Linked DNA regions of Urocitellus parryii: region 2 is linked to region 1. The links are chromatin contacts, called in public Hi-C maps. All regions are on one chromosome and are shown on one strand. Each heading gives the region's core, a stretch centred on a gene start, on an enhancer-like site or on the middle of the called end of the contact. The rest is flanking DNA. Distances are from core to core; before and after follow the strand shown. Region 1 holds the start of LOC113190553 (prolyl-tRNA synthetase associated domain-containing protein 1). Region 2 holds the start of Ppp4r3b (protein phosphatase 4 regulatory subunit 3B).

Region 1 (6,862 bases), core at 1,519-4,018:
TCATTTTTTTATTTTGACACAGGGTCTCACTAAGTTGTTGAGGCTGGTTTCAAACTTGTGATCCCCCTGCCTAAGCCTCCTGAGTCACTGGGATTACAGTTATGTGCCACCTCGCCCAACTCCATCTTTTTTATTTATTTCTTTTTAATATTTACTTTTTAGTTTTAGGTGGACACAATATCTTTATTTTACATTTATGTGGTGCTGAGGATGGAACCCAGTGCCTCAATGCATGGTAGGCGAGTACTCTACCACTGAGCCACAATCCCAAAACCAAAGATACTATTTTATCACTTTCAATTTTTTGATTTTTATTTCATATAATTTAAAATAGTGAATTGTTATATATTTGTACAGGCACGCAATATAACTATATAATATGGTCATTTTTTTTTCCCTCCAATACCTCCCCTTTCTCTCCCCTGTTCCTGCCTCCTGGTACTACTTTCATTACCAGGAAAAAAAAGTGGGGGGTGGGGGATAAAATAGGGTACCAGAAATAAAATAAAAACTCCATGTCCTTACTTCACCCCAAGGCCTATTTTCTTCTAGGCCTGAATTCTTAAGATTCAATAAATCTTATATATAATTCATTTTAAAAAAAATAAAATTACAAGACTTTTCAGAAATACAGTTATCCGGAGCATTAATTTTTATCAAAATTTAGTATTATGGGTTCATGTCCTGTCATCTTCACAAATGTAAGAAAGTCTTCAGGGCTCAATCCCATGGTTGCAGCATTGGTCATTGGATGAAAGTATACCTTTTCGTGTCCACCTTCCAGAAAAGCAGAATCCAGAACAAATTTTACATCTCCATCATCACAGAAGAGGGCCAGAGGTGTGGCACAGCCTTGACCAACTTTCAGCTTTTCTAGCATGACTGTTTCATCAGCAAATCGCAGACCTCCGCTCCCAACACCTAACTGTTTGGCAAGATCATTTAAATTAATTTGTCTATCATGAAGAACTGTCACCAACCAATAGTTTTTTTTCTTTTTGTCTTTAAGAAATAGGTTCTTACTATGTGCTCCTTTCAGATGCTGGATATGACGCATCATTTCTTCAACTGTAAACACCTACAAAATAATCACATATATGAGAAGTTTAGGAATTAATATGCATATATACATACTTACACATTATGAAATATTTACAATCCCTTTTCTCAATTCCTCATCTTAGGATCTCAGGCAGTTTCTCTTTAGACCAGTGTTCCATTCCAAGGTGCAGCCAAGCATGCTCTCACATTCAAAAAAAAAAAAAAAACTTTAAACTTCAGGTATTAAAAGTAGACAGCTGCATAAGACTTTTTAAAAAAGCATCAAGAAAATCTGGCAATATGCACAGGTAAAGCCCAGCACAGTGGCACAACCGGTAATCCTAGCGACACCTGTAATCCCAGTGGCTCAGAAGGCTGAGGCAGGAGGTTTGCAAGTTCAAACCCAGCCTCAGCAACTTAGCAAGGCCCTATCTCAAAAAGCGGGGGTGGGGGTTGGAATGTGGCTCCGTGGTTAAGCACCCCTCAGTACCAAAAGGTCGGGGGCGGCGATGTCAGAGACCATATGGAAGAGAGGAAGGTCAGAAAAAGAGTCTTGATGTTGGATTTGTAAAGGTAAGGAATACTAATTTTGTATTCTGGTCTTTGGAGATCGCCATTTTAGCCATCATCGATTGTCACTTTTGGGTAAGCTTTATGCCCCGCACCACTCAAGTTACACTAGTTTCAGGAAACGTACAAATATTCACATTAGTACATTAAACCATGTTAAGGGGTGGGGGTTGTGGTTCAGTGGTATAGTTCTTGTCTTCCACCTGGGAGGCACTGGGTTCGATTCTCAGCACCACATATAAATGAGTAAAAGGTTCATCAACATCTAAAAATATGTCCTAAAAATGTTAAAATGTGCATATTCGCAACCATTTTTTTTTTTTGGAGGGAATGGTGATTTTTGCCATGCTGGTAAAGTGTAAAGAGTAACCTTTGTGATAAACTGATCCATGACAGCAAAATATCAACCCCTCTCCTCCGGCTGTATGTAGGGGCCACTAAATAGGCGGTCTGGTGCTTTGTATCACTTTATATACACAAAGTGGACAAACTGACCACAACCAGACCGGTTAGATGCACAAGTTTTCCATATTTTGAACTAGTTCTCAACATAGTATGTGATCAAGTCACTCCAGGAAGAAAACAAGTTTCAGGACAACCTCACAGTCACTAATCGAAAGCACTCTGCTGTACATCATCCCTGGAAAACCTATCTCCACGGCCTTGGCGGATGGACCTGCAGTGAGTGAGCACCTCCTCTGGCCAGGGCTGTCCCTGCAGTCACGCCTAACGCGGAAGCCTCACCTCGGGGTGTTCCACAACCTCCGTGCGGATGGCAAGGGCATCGAGTCGCTGCTCCAGCGCTGCACGCAACTCAGAGCCAGCCATTCCACCGCCACGCCGACAGCCGGAGGCGGAAGTGCCGGAGGGTTGACAGCGGAGCCGGAAGCCCAGTGTGCGCACCTTCCGGAGGCGGAGCCGCGCCGCCTTGCCACTCTACGCGGGCCTGCGTCTCCACGCGCTAATGCCTGCGGGGGCCTAGTCAGACTGCGTGACCCGGCCGCAAGTTTCCTGGGTCCGCACGTTTTTCGTTTAAATAGAATCGGTTTCCATTGCAGCGCTAACCGGGACTCACCTTTTGCTTGGTTGTTTGATCACATCTTGGTGCAATGTTTTCAGCTATACTGGCAAATACGCATTCACCACTTGAGTGAGGCATGAAATTCCACTTTAGAGTTTCACTTAGAGATTTAGATTAAGGCTCAAATCTCATACGGAACCTGGAACGTTCAATGTTTGTGTGGATGAGTTCGGGTAACTTATCACTTGCAAAATGAGACTTTACCAGGATCCTTGGAAGAAGTTGCAAAAGAAAAAGAAATCAGGGTTGAATTGACAATTTCACCCAGAACTGACTTTAGGTAACACAATTTTCTCAGCTTTATCTGCCTCCTAGACTTTTAAGTTGTGTTTTTTTTGTTTGTTTTTTTAAGGTCCATGTTTGCTTATTTGCTTACCCCTTCCCCTTCTAGGCGCTGGGGGTTAAACCTTGGAGGACCTCGTGTGCTGTGCCTACCACTGAGCTACATCCCCCACCCCCACGCAGTTGTTTCTGATTATAGAAACAGCAGGTCATTTCCCATGGCCTCAGTAAATTCAGATCAACAACAAAATCAATTTACCGCATTACACCGTTACAGGGCATTTGGAAAACAAGAGAAAAGATCACTCAAACTCCAGTGTTCCTATAATGCTATTGCTACTTAGGTCTGTCTTTCCAGTCTTGTGCTTGTTTCTTTTATTCTTGTTGTTTTGTATAAACGAAAGTTTTTCAGATAATTGAAACCTTCATATACACAGTTTTGTATCCTGCTTTTATCAGTTACAAGCATTTTCCTGTTTCTACACTGTTTTCCTTTTTTTATAGATATGTAGTTAAATCATAGTTTTGTTAAGAGTTTTTATTGGTTTTTGTTATTTTTGAGGTGCTGGGGTGGAGCTCTAGGCATCATCAATGCTACACCAGTCCTTTTCCCGTAAGCTACATCCCCAAACCAGGATAATAATTTTCTTTATCATTTCTGCATTGGTGGACATCCTGTGTTAACGAATTCTAATATTCTAAATCGCTTTCCAAAATAATTATTCTTATTTATAATATATTAACAATGTATGAATTAACCCATTTTTCTACATTTTGACAGATATATAATTTTAAAATTTGACAGACAAAAGGGACCATTTATTTTTTAATATGCATTTTTCTGATTATTACATATATGTATATATAATTTCCAAATTAAAATTTAATTTAATTTTATTTACTTGCTTATTTATTTATTTATTTATTTATTTATAACAGTACTTGGGATTGAGACCAAGGTGTTCCACCACTGAACTACATTCCCCACTATTTTTACTTTGATTTGAGACAAGATGTCACTAAATTGATGAGGCTGGCCTTGAATTTGTAATCCTCCTGCCTTACCTCATGAATTGCTGGGATTACAGGCTGTGCACCAAGCCTGGCTGTAATTTAATTTTCTTTTTCTTTTTTTAAATAAGCATTTTTTTTCTGATTACCCAGGACCTGGATATGTTTCCATGTTTAGTCTGTGGTCCTACACAGCCTGAATGCACCTGATCACATCTGTTTCCATGTTTATTATTTTATTTTCCCATTTGTGAACTAGCTTTGTTCCTATCTTGGCTCATTTATCCACTGAATGAATATTAATGGGTTTGATACTGATAAATAATTAAGTTATCTGTCTTTCATTTGTCATATATCCTCCAAATCGTGTTTCTTTTATTCCAGTTTCCATCTACAGAAGTAACCAAATGTCACTCTTTTTAAGCTTTTTTTGACCTAAGTTTCTAAACTTAGGAGTTTAAACTCCAGCAATAGAATATTCAGACTATTTTCTGTTTTGTTTTCTTAAGAATATTTAATTATAGGGGGCTGGGGCTATAGCTCAGTGGTAGAGTGCCTGCCTTGCACGTATGAGGCACTGGGTTCAATCCTCAGTACCACATAAAAATAAAGATACAGTGTCCATTTACATCTAAAAAAGTTTTTTTAAAAAAAGAATATTTAATTATGGGGCTGGGGCTGGGGCTCAGTGGTAAAGCGTTTGCCTAGCATGTGCAAGGCACTGGGTTTGATCCTCAGCACCACATAAAAAATAAAATAAAGGTGTTGTGTCTATCTACAACTAAATATATATATATTTAGCTGACATATATATATATATATATACACACATATGTATATAAAAGAATATTTAATTCATTAAACTGTATTTAAGATTTGCTTTAGCATATTAGGTGTGATGTGCTCACTTTTTCAGTAGGTTTTGCTAAAAATGAAATTTGAATAGTAAAGATCACCCATTCCAAGAAATGGCAGACAGCCATTTTATTTATTAAACATATGTGTGATCACTGCATGCCTGTAATCCTAGCTGCATGGGAGACTGATACCAGAGAATTTCAAGTTTGGGGCCAGCCCTCTCTCAAAAGTTTAAAAAGAGACTGGGAATGTGACTCAGTAGTAAACTCTCCCTGGGTTCAATCCCTGGTAACTAACACACACACACCCTGGTGTACACTAATGATTTGTTTTTGTTTTGTTTTAGGTACTGAGGATTAAACCAAGGGGTGCTTTACCACCAAGCTACTTCCCAGCCCATTTATTATTTTTTATTTTGAGACAGGGTTTTGGTAAATTGTCCAGACTGGCCTCAAACTTGTGCTCCTTCTGCCAAAACTTCCTTAATTGCTAGGATTATAGGTGTGCACCACCATGCCTCAGCTTTAATGGCTTCTTTAATTTTAAGTACCTGTGATTGAACAACCAAGTATACTACAACCAAGATTTTACAACCCAAGACTTTTGTTAAAAAACAGAGGTAAATAATCTATGGTGAAAGAACTATGTCACTGATCAACAAACAAAAAACTACTATCATAACTCAGGTTTAATCTAATATTTATTTGTTAACCATATATGTGATCACTACATTAAATGCTATCCTAAGTATAGTCCTTTGTCTTCAGAGCAAATACATTGGAAACAGCAATAATAGGAAATAGGTTACATTAAAAATTATCTACAGTGAACTGAATTAACTCACTGATTGGGTTAAGACTCTTAGAACACAATCATTTCTCCTCTGAATCTTCTTTCATTGTCTCACACATGAGCTTTTGGGGGACATCATATCTAAACCATAACAGACATGGATTGCAGCAAGCATTTAAAAAAGATAGGTGGGCTCTTGGAGAGAAAGAAAAAGAGATCCTTACTAGATGGAGGCCCAGATATATGAGCATAACCAGACATGCTTGTCTGGTTAGATGAACAATTCTTCAGTGTATGCTTGTACCAGATCAACTAGAACAAAAACATAATAATTTACATGTCACAAAGTTCGAAGATCTACACAATGTGCCCACACCTAATTTATAGCTAGTCAGCTTAACCAAAAAAGAAACCTGAGGAGCCACATACATGGCCAGTGGGGATGTGGGATGAAGAAATAACTTTTTTTGAGAGAAAAAACTGATGCAGACTGCCAAGATGAGGAAGTTGCAAGATAAGAAAGAGGCCTCTGAAGCCAAAGTACAGTTAGAGGAGGATTTATGAACCTTGAAAATACCTCTTGGTTTCCCCCATATTGTTGATGGAGTTCAAAGAGGAGGAAGATTAATACCTGCAAGCCTGGCCAGTGGCAAACAGTGGTAATGCAGAAAACCAAGCAGCAGCAGCCAAGGGCTCTTGTGAACAACAAGTGGATGGTAGACTTTGGAAAACAATTTAGACAGAGATTGGGAGAGTCTCTGGCTGCTTTGTGGTCATGCCTGTGAGATTTAGGGGTGCTGGGAGTCAACAGGGGCAAGACAATCCATATGCTACATGTTATTGATACTGCACAACCTTGTGACTTAGATTGCTAGAAACCAGCAGGGGCCAAGAGAGAACCCAGTGTGCTAGGAGCTAACAGGGACCAAAAGAGCCCAGATATGCCAGTAGCTAGAAGGGACGAGAGACCTTAGGAGGTGCTAGAGCCTGTTACCTGTGAAGGTGTACCAGAAACAAGAGGTAAAGCACTTATACCATCCAGTGCTTGTTACAATGATGGTTCCAGCTGTGGACAGCTGCATGTGTGGATGTCAGTGGCTGCAGAGCCAGAAACAGACACTGTCTAATTTGATAATAATGCAGGACAAAGTAGTCAGTGAGCTGAACTACACACTGTTGATGATCATAGCAAATGAAGCATCCCCTATAATGATATGTACTTGCAGT
Region 2 (6,565 bases), core at 726-3,225, 300 kb before region 1:
ATCACCAGGGTGGTTCTGAGTAAAGCCATTCCGCTACTCTCCAAATCTCATCTTACTGTTTTTTTTGTTTTGTTTTGTTTTGTTTTGTTTTGTTTGCACCACTCAGTGTACCACCTATGTAAGCTCTGGTCCTCAGAGAAGCAGATACCAGAAAGGGATTATGGTTGGTCCTCTGTAGTCAGGGGTTCTGCACCTACAAATATAAACAACCTTGGATGGGAAAAGTTGTATTTATTTATTTGTTTGTTTTTTTTTATTTATTATACTAGGGATTAATCTAGGGGCCTCTTTCCCTGCATTTCCCCAGGGACAAGAAGTCCATGGAATCAAGGGGACATGTCTACCTAAAACTCACTCTCCACTTTGTAGCCTATTTCCAGGGTCTGCTAAATCCTCTTCCCAAGATATGTCCTCCTAAGACTATATTCAAGGAGTGTAGAAAGGATTTAAGGCTGAGGTGTCCTCTAACAGTGGGCTCAAAAGTTGTCTCTAAATCTTTCACCCAAGACAATTATTTTGGGGTTTAAAATACATTTTGTGCACATCAATCACAGCAATTATTGAGCATTTATTGTTATGTATAACAAAGTTCATATTCTGAAGTTCTTTATAAAGAAAAGAAATCCGGATTTTTGTGTTTGTTCTGGGGATTGAAATCAGGGGCTCTTTACAGCTAAGCTACATCCCCAGTCCACTCCTATTTTTACTTTTTTGAGACAGAGACCTACTAAGTTCGCCTAATTGCTAAAGTTGGCCTGGAACGTGGATCCTCCTATTTTAACCTTCCTTAGTCACTGGGATAATTGGCATGTGCCACAACGTCCAGCTGAATCCAGATTTTCAAATTAGAATTTAATTTTTTCCAGGCGTCTTTTCTGTTTAAGGCACTGTCTCACTTTTTAGTGTACTCACATATAAGTAATAAGTAATCTGGTCAAAACATGAGCACGTTTTGACAAGACCATTGATAAATGATGACTAGAACTCCCAAAATGCACTACAGGGTCAAGGTCTGCACCTCGGTTTTCATCATTCGGGATAAAGGGTTCTAAAGACCGTGTTAGATAACAAATTAAGGGACTTAAATAAGCGACATGTACTAAGACCCAGTGAGTCACCTGTATCCACTACACAATGTATGACAATATGAATGCCAAGAGAATTCCTTCTTCGCTTATTCAGTGCGCAAGACAGAAAACTCAGGAAATGCCCGCAGGAGAGACTGGAAGGTATCCAGTATTCTCTGATGGGTTAAGAAGGTAGCTCCCCGCCACTCCCCTTATCTACAGATTTATTTTTCGAGGTAACATAACCTACTGTATTTTCATGAAGCGGAAACGTTGCTTTTCAAATGGCCAACTACTACGAGACTAATGGTAAAAGGCATTGGCGGGAAATAGGAAACTGTCAACACTAGTGTAGGACATAAAAATCTCCTAAAGAACTGGTATCCATATAACATTTCCTGGACCGAGGATCAACTGTAATAAATTATTATATAATGAGTTTTAGGTAGGCTGAAAGCGCTCCACGTTCCTTCGTCTTCACAGGAAAAAAAGTTTGAATTTTGTCTCTGGCTGACGGCGAATTTCCACTAAGGATTGCAAACACGTCTCTTTCTTTTTTGCTTCGGGTTAGTCCTGTTCAAGGACATGTACTTCTCAAGCTGGCTTCACTTTTCCTCAAAACTGGGTCTGTGAGCTCGCGTGCCAGTACCAGCCCTACCAATCCCGAGCCACACCTGGCTATCACGCGCCACACAAACAAATCTCAGCGCCGGAGGAGTCGGGGAGTTCGCGGGAACCTCCCGTCCAACCGAGATCTCGCGCAAGAGGAGGGGCCGGAAGTGGAGGAAGGCCTACACAGCCCCTCCCACCCCAGGCACACCCCTCCTCGCGATAGCGCCGAGCGTTCGGGCCCGGGAAGCGTGTGCGGAGGAGTCCTTGCCTTGCACTCGTCGGCCGCCGTAGCCCCTGCTAGGACAGCCCGTACGAGCCTGCTGTAGGAGGAAGAGAAAGGCAGAGAGAATCGGGTTACAAGATGGCGGATCTGTAGTAGTTACCGCGGCGGCGGCGGCGGCGGGAGAGCGAGCGAGCTCTGGGGGGCAAAGGGACGGGAGGGTGGAGGTGTGCGGGGCTGAAGTAAGAGATAACGGGGACTCCGAGTGGAGGGGTCTCAGTGGCTCTTGTCAACCCTTTTCGCGGCTGAACCTCTGGAGCCATGGTGAACTGGGGCCTCTCCAGAGCCGCCGCCGCCGCCGCTGCCACCACCACCACCACCGCCGCCGCCGCCGGCGCCGCCGCCACTACTGTCTCTCAAGAGTGAGGGTCGCGGAAGAGGTGAGCGAGGAGGCGGCGGGCGGAGCAGTGGGGACAGCAGCCACCATGTCGGATACACGGCGACGAGTGAAGGTTTATACCCTGAACGAAGACCGGCAATGGGACGACCGAGGCACCGGGCACGTCTCCTCCACTTATGTGGAGGAACTCAAGGGGATGTCGCTGCTGGTTCGGGCAGAGTCCGACGGTAAGGTTATTGGGACCATAGAATAAGTCTCTTCCGTTGGGGTGCAGCCCGAGGTTTAGGCCCTAAGCCCGGTTACTCCTATTATCATCTCTTGGGACAGCGATTGGTGTCGAGCCTGCTCATATGGTAAAAACAAACTACTTTGCCTGGATTTACCCTCGGTCAGATGCAGATTCTCCGTTCCCCCGCCTCCTATCCCTATTAAGGATTTGACCCCTTCCTCTCCAGTTCCTCCTTTGAAAAGAGGTTTTAGAGAGTGGGAGGAAGTACTGAGAGAAGCGATAGTGATCTGCCTACCCTGGGGAGCTGACACCTCCATCAGTTATATTCTTATCCATTATGTGTCTTGTGCAAAAGATTTAGCGAAACTTTTATGAGTACCTTTTACTTTTTCTTTTTATTTTTTTAACACTGAATTTAAGCAACCGGTTTCGTTGCTACAGTCGACAGGTGCGGGGGGAAAACCAGAAGGCTCCTTTTCCTGGGGTTATTGCAGATTCGTTGCCACGATACATGTGCATGCACAAACACATACATCTTTAGTCTGGGATTCCTCCGGGCTGCTTTTGTAGAGGGTGCTATGAAAAAGTGGATACATCACAATCTCAGCAAGGACACCAAAGCAGATTGTAAACTCCTCGATTTCGTTGATTGATGATACGAGTCATGTGAAGTATTTTTAAATTATAAAATATATAGCTAAACAGTCAAGGGCATTTATTTCTGTATTGCAAGGCATTCTTTTGTTCTTAGGGTTAGGAAAAGGATAAATGCAACACTAATTTGTATACTGAATACTTACAGATCTTGGTCGTGGTCCCTCATAATTTGTCTTGCTAAACTGGAAATACAGTAAAAGCAACTTTTTATTAAAAGTTTGATTTCAAATGGTCATTTTGACCTTAAAATTTTCATTTCATTGAAACTTAAATAATCATCCCATCTCCTCATCTTCTTGGTCTGGGTGTTAGTTTTAGATGGATTTTTTTTTTCCTTTAGGAGTAGGTGGGGATACAATGAAATAGTGTAAATTAAATAACGAAGCATATATTTGGAGAGAAATTACTTAAGGTGTTCAGCAGAGTGGAAAGACATGATCACTTTGGGATTTTTGTGTTTTATGTAGTACTAGGGATTAAACACAGGGCCTTGCTCATATTAGGCAAGTGCTGTACCACTTGCCTGCAACCTCTGCCCTGAAAAGATTTTGTTGTTGTTGTTAATTTTTTTTTATTTGTTTAGTTAATTTCTTTGGGGGGGGGGATTGTACTCAGGGGCACTAAACCACTGAGCCACATCCCCAGCCCTATTTTGTATTTTATTTAGAGACAGGGTTTCAATGAGTTGCTTAGCACCTTGCTTTTGTTGAGGCTGGCTTGAGATCCTCCAGTCTCAGCCTCCCTAGCCGCTGGAGTTACCTGCCTGCACCACAGTGTCCTGCTTGTTGTTATTAATGTCTTAATGTGTTAGTTTTTTATTCACAGTTTTATAATTTGAGACTTATTTTTTATCTTTCAGGATCACTACTCTTAGAATCAAAGATAAATCCAAACACTGCATATCAGAAACAACAGGCAAGTAGTTGTTTTTTTAATTTGAAAGACTTCATCTGTCACCAAGGAAATATTAATCTGACAAAGATGGGAATGCTTTCCTGACAAGGAAAAAATGTTCTGTAAACAAAGAGACCATGTGTGATTCCCTTCCATGTTGACAGGTTCATACTGAAAATTGGAGGTTTTTGTACTGTCAATAATTTAATTATTAAATTGAGCCACTGTTTATATTAGTATACAATGTATTCATTAGACTTAACTGCAGTAAGCTGGATCTCTCTTATACCTGGTACACTAAACCTTTTATTCAGAATCACCTTTGATTGAAGGAAATAGCTTAAAAGAAAATTTGAAGGGAAGTCTGTTTCTAGTGGGAATTAAATTTTTTAACTCAGGTAAAAGTTTTTGAAGTAGAAGCATGTAAGTACTGATCTCTGATTGTTGTATATTTTTAATAATCAGTGGGTACTGTATGGACATGTACATTGCCAGTTTTATAGATTTCCCATGTACATTTATTGTCTTATTTTGGGAAAGAAAACTTGTGCTGTGTTTTAAGGTGCCTAATTATTTAATCTGAAAATGGTAGCAGTGATTAAAGTTTTTTGTGTGAATGTGTTTAATTTTTATTATGAGAAATGTATCATAATTGGAAAGTAAAGAGAATATTGTAATGGATATCTGTAACACCACTAGATTTAATAATGTTAACATTATGCCATATTTGCCAGGCATGATGGGACATACTCTGTAATCCCAGCAACTTAGAAGGCTGAGGCCAGGAAAGTTGCCAGCCTCATCAATTTAATGAGGCCCTATGTGAAGTAGAGAATTTTAAAAAGGAGGGTTGGGGGCTGAGATTGTATCTTAGTGGAAAAGTGCCCCTGGGTTCAGTTCCCAGTTTAAAAAAGATAGGCCATATCTGTTTCAAATCTTTTTATAATGTTCAACATTATGAGTAGAGTTAAAGCCCACTTTGTGTCCATCCCATTCTATCCATTCTCTACTTCCCTGTAGATAACCCTATTCTAAAGTTGATGTATATTCTTTTTTGTAGATGATTTTATACCTTTTCTATATATATACATATCCAAAGATAGTATGTAGTCTTCTATGTTTTTTTTTAACTTTACACAATTGTCATATATTCTTACATGTACTCTGCAACTTGCATTTTTTTTTCCACTCATTTATTTTGAAGATTTCTATGTGTTAGTAATGTGGATATATTTGGGTTTTTTTTTTTAAGACACTATTGTGTTCTTTTGTTTGTTTGTTTGTTTGTTTGTTGTTTCGTTGTTGGTAGACCTTTATTTTATTTATTTATATGTGGTGCTGAGAATCAAACCTAATGCCTCATACATGGCCAGGCAAGCACTGTACCACACTGAGCCACAACCCCAGCCCACACTATTGAATTCTAATATGTGATATACACCCACCAAACATTTAGATTATTTTCATTTTGCATGAATAATATATACAATTATTATGGCAGATATTTTTTTTTTTAAGGAAAAGAGAAATTATTTTAGAATTACATTTACAGCATCAAGTACTTTCTTCAAGATATCTGAAAATGTGGATTCCCAGAAACAAATACTTAACAGTGAAGGGATTAAAATTATGTCTGTTGCACAACTAATGAAAAGTTTTACTGTTAAAAACTTTCATATATAATTAGTTCTTCAAAATATTTTAAAATTCTTAGTATTCAATTAATAGCTTTTTCCTCTACTTAGAAAATGTCATATATCTTTTTTTGGTGACAAATCAAATCAAACATTTCTCATGAATACATGAACATGTTTACCATATCTTGAGCATTTTTTTTCCACAGATCTTCACACATGTTACCACTGAGCTGTATATCTCAAACCCTTTTCCCCTCCCCACAATTTTTTGGTACTGTGGATTGAACTTTGAGGTGCTAAACCACTGTGCCACATCCTTAGCCCTTTTTATTTTTTATTTTGAGACAGGGTCTCACTAGGTTGCTGAGGCTGGCCTCAAACTTACGATCTTCCTGCCTCAGCCTCCTGCATTGCTAGGGTTACAGGAGCACACCACCTCTCAATGCTAGTTTTTATTTTGTTTTGCTTTGTTTGCTTTGTAGTTTGCTTTTACTATATAATATTAAAATTCATCAGGGAATTCTTTGGTATGGAAAAACTTTGTTATAGGAATGAAAAACCTGCAAGTGGAGTAACCTGGTTTTTTATTTTCTTTATTTTTCTTAAATCAAATGTACTTTACTAAAAGAATTGTGTTAAATTTAGTTTTGTTGTAGTAGATGTGGTTTCTCATATTTTCACCAAATTCTTAAATTTGGTTTGCATTTTTTACAAGTATACAAATTGAGATTTCCAAATACATTAGTATTTTTTATTCTTGAGAATTAATTTTTAAACATCAACCTTTGAGTTTTTCAGTAATTTAATCTAGAAAAGTATTTCCAAAATTTACATAAAGTATATTATTCA

The links. Hi-C and Micro-C count contacts between places; a contact is called where the count stands out from the background.
Region 2: a Hi-C map of muscle shows a contact between it and region 1, with 2.0 times the contacts expected there. The contact joins the promoter of Ppp4r3b here to the promoter of LOC113190553 in region 1. A contact is called at or near these places in 2 of 2 Hi-C or Micro-C datasets (liver and muscle).

The regions. Positions count from the first base shown.
Region 1 is chr12:76,028,791-76,035,652 of mUroPar1.hap1, reverse strand. It overlaps LOC113190553 (prolyl-tRNA synthetase associated domain-containing protein 1), which reads right to left and starts at 2,768. Exons shown (of 2, transcript XM_026399911.2): 1 at 2,356-2,768; 2 at 1-1,078. The coding sequence starts at 2,439. The coding sequence ends at 647.
Region 2 is chr12:76,332,739-76,339,303 of mUroPar1.hap1, reverse strand. Ppp4r3b (protein phosphatase 4 regulatory subunit 3B) reads left to right here and starts at 1,975. Exons shown (of 15, transcript XM_026399921.2): 1 at 1,975-2,526; 2 at 4,045-4,100. The coding sequence starts at 2,385.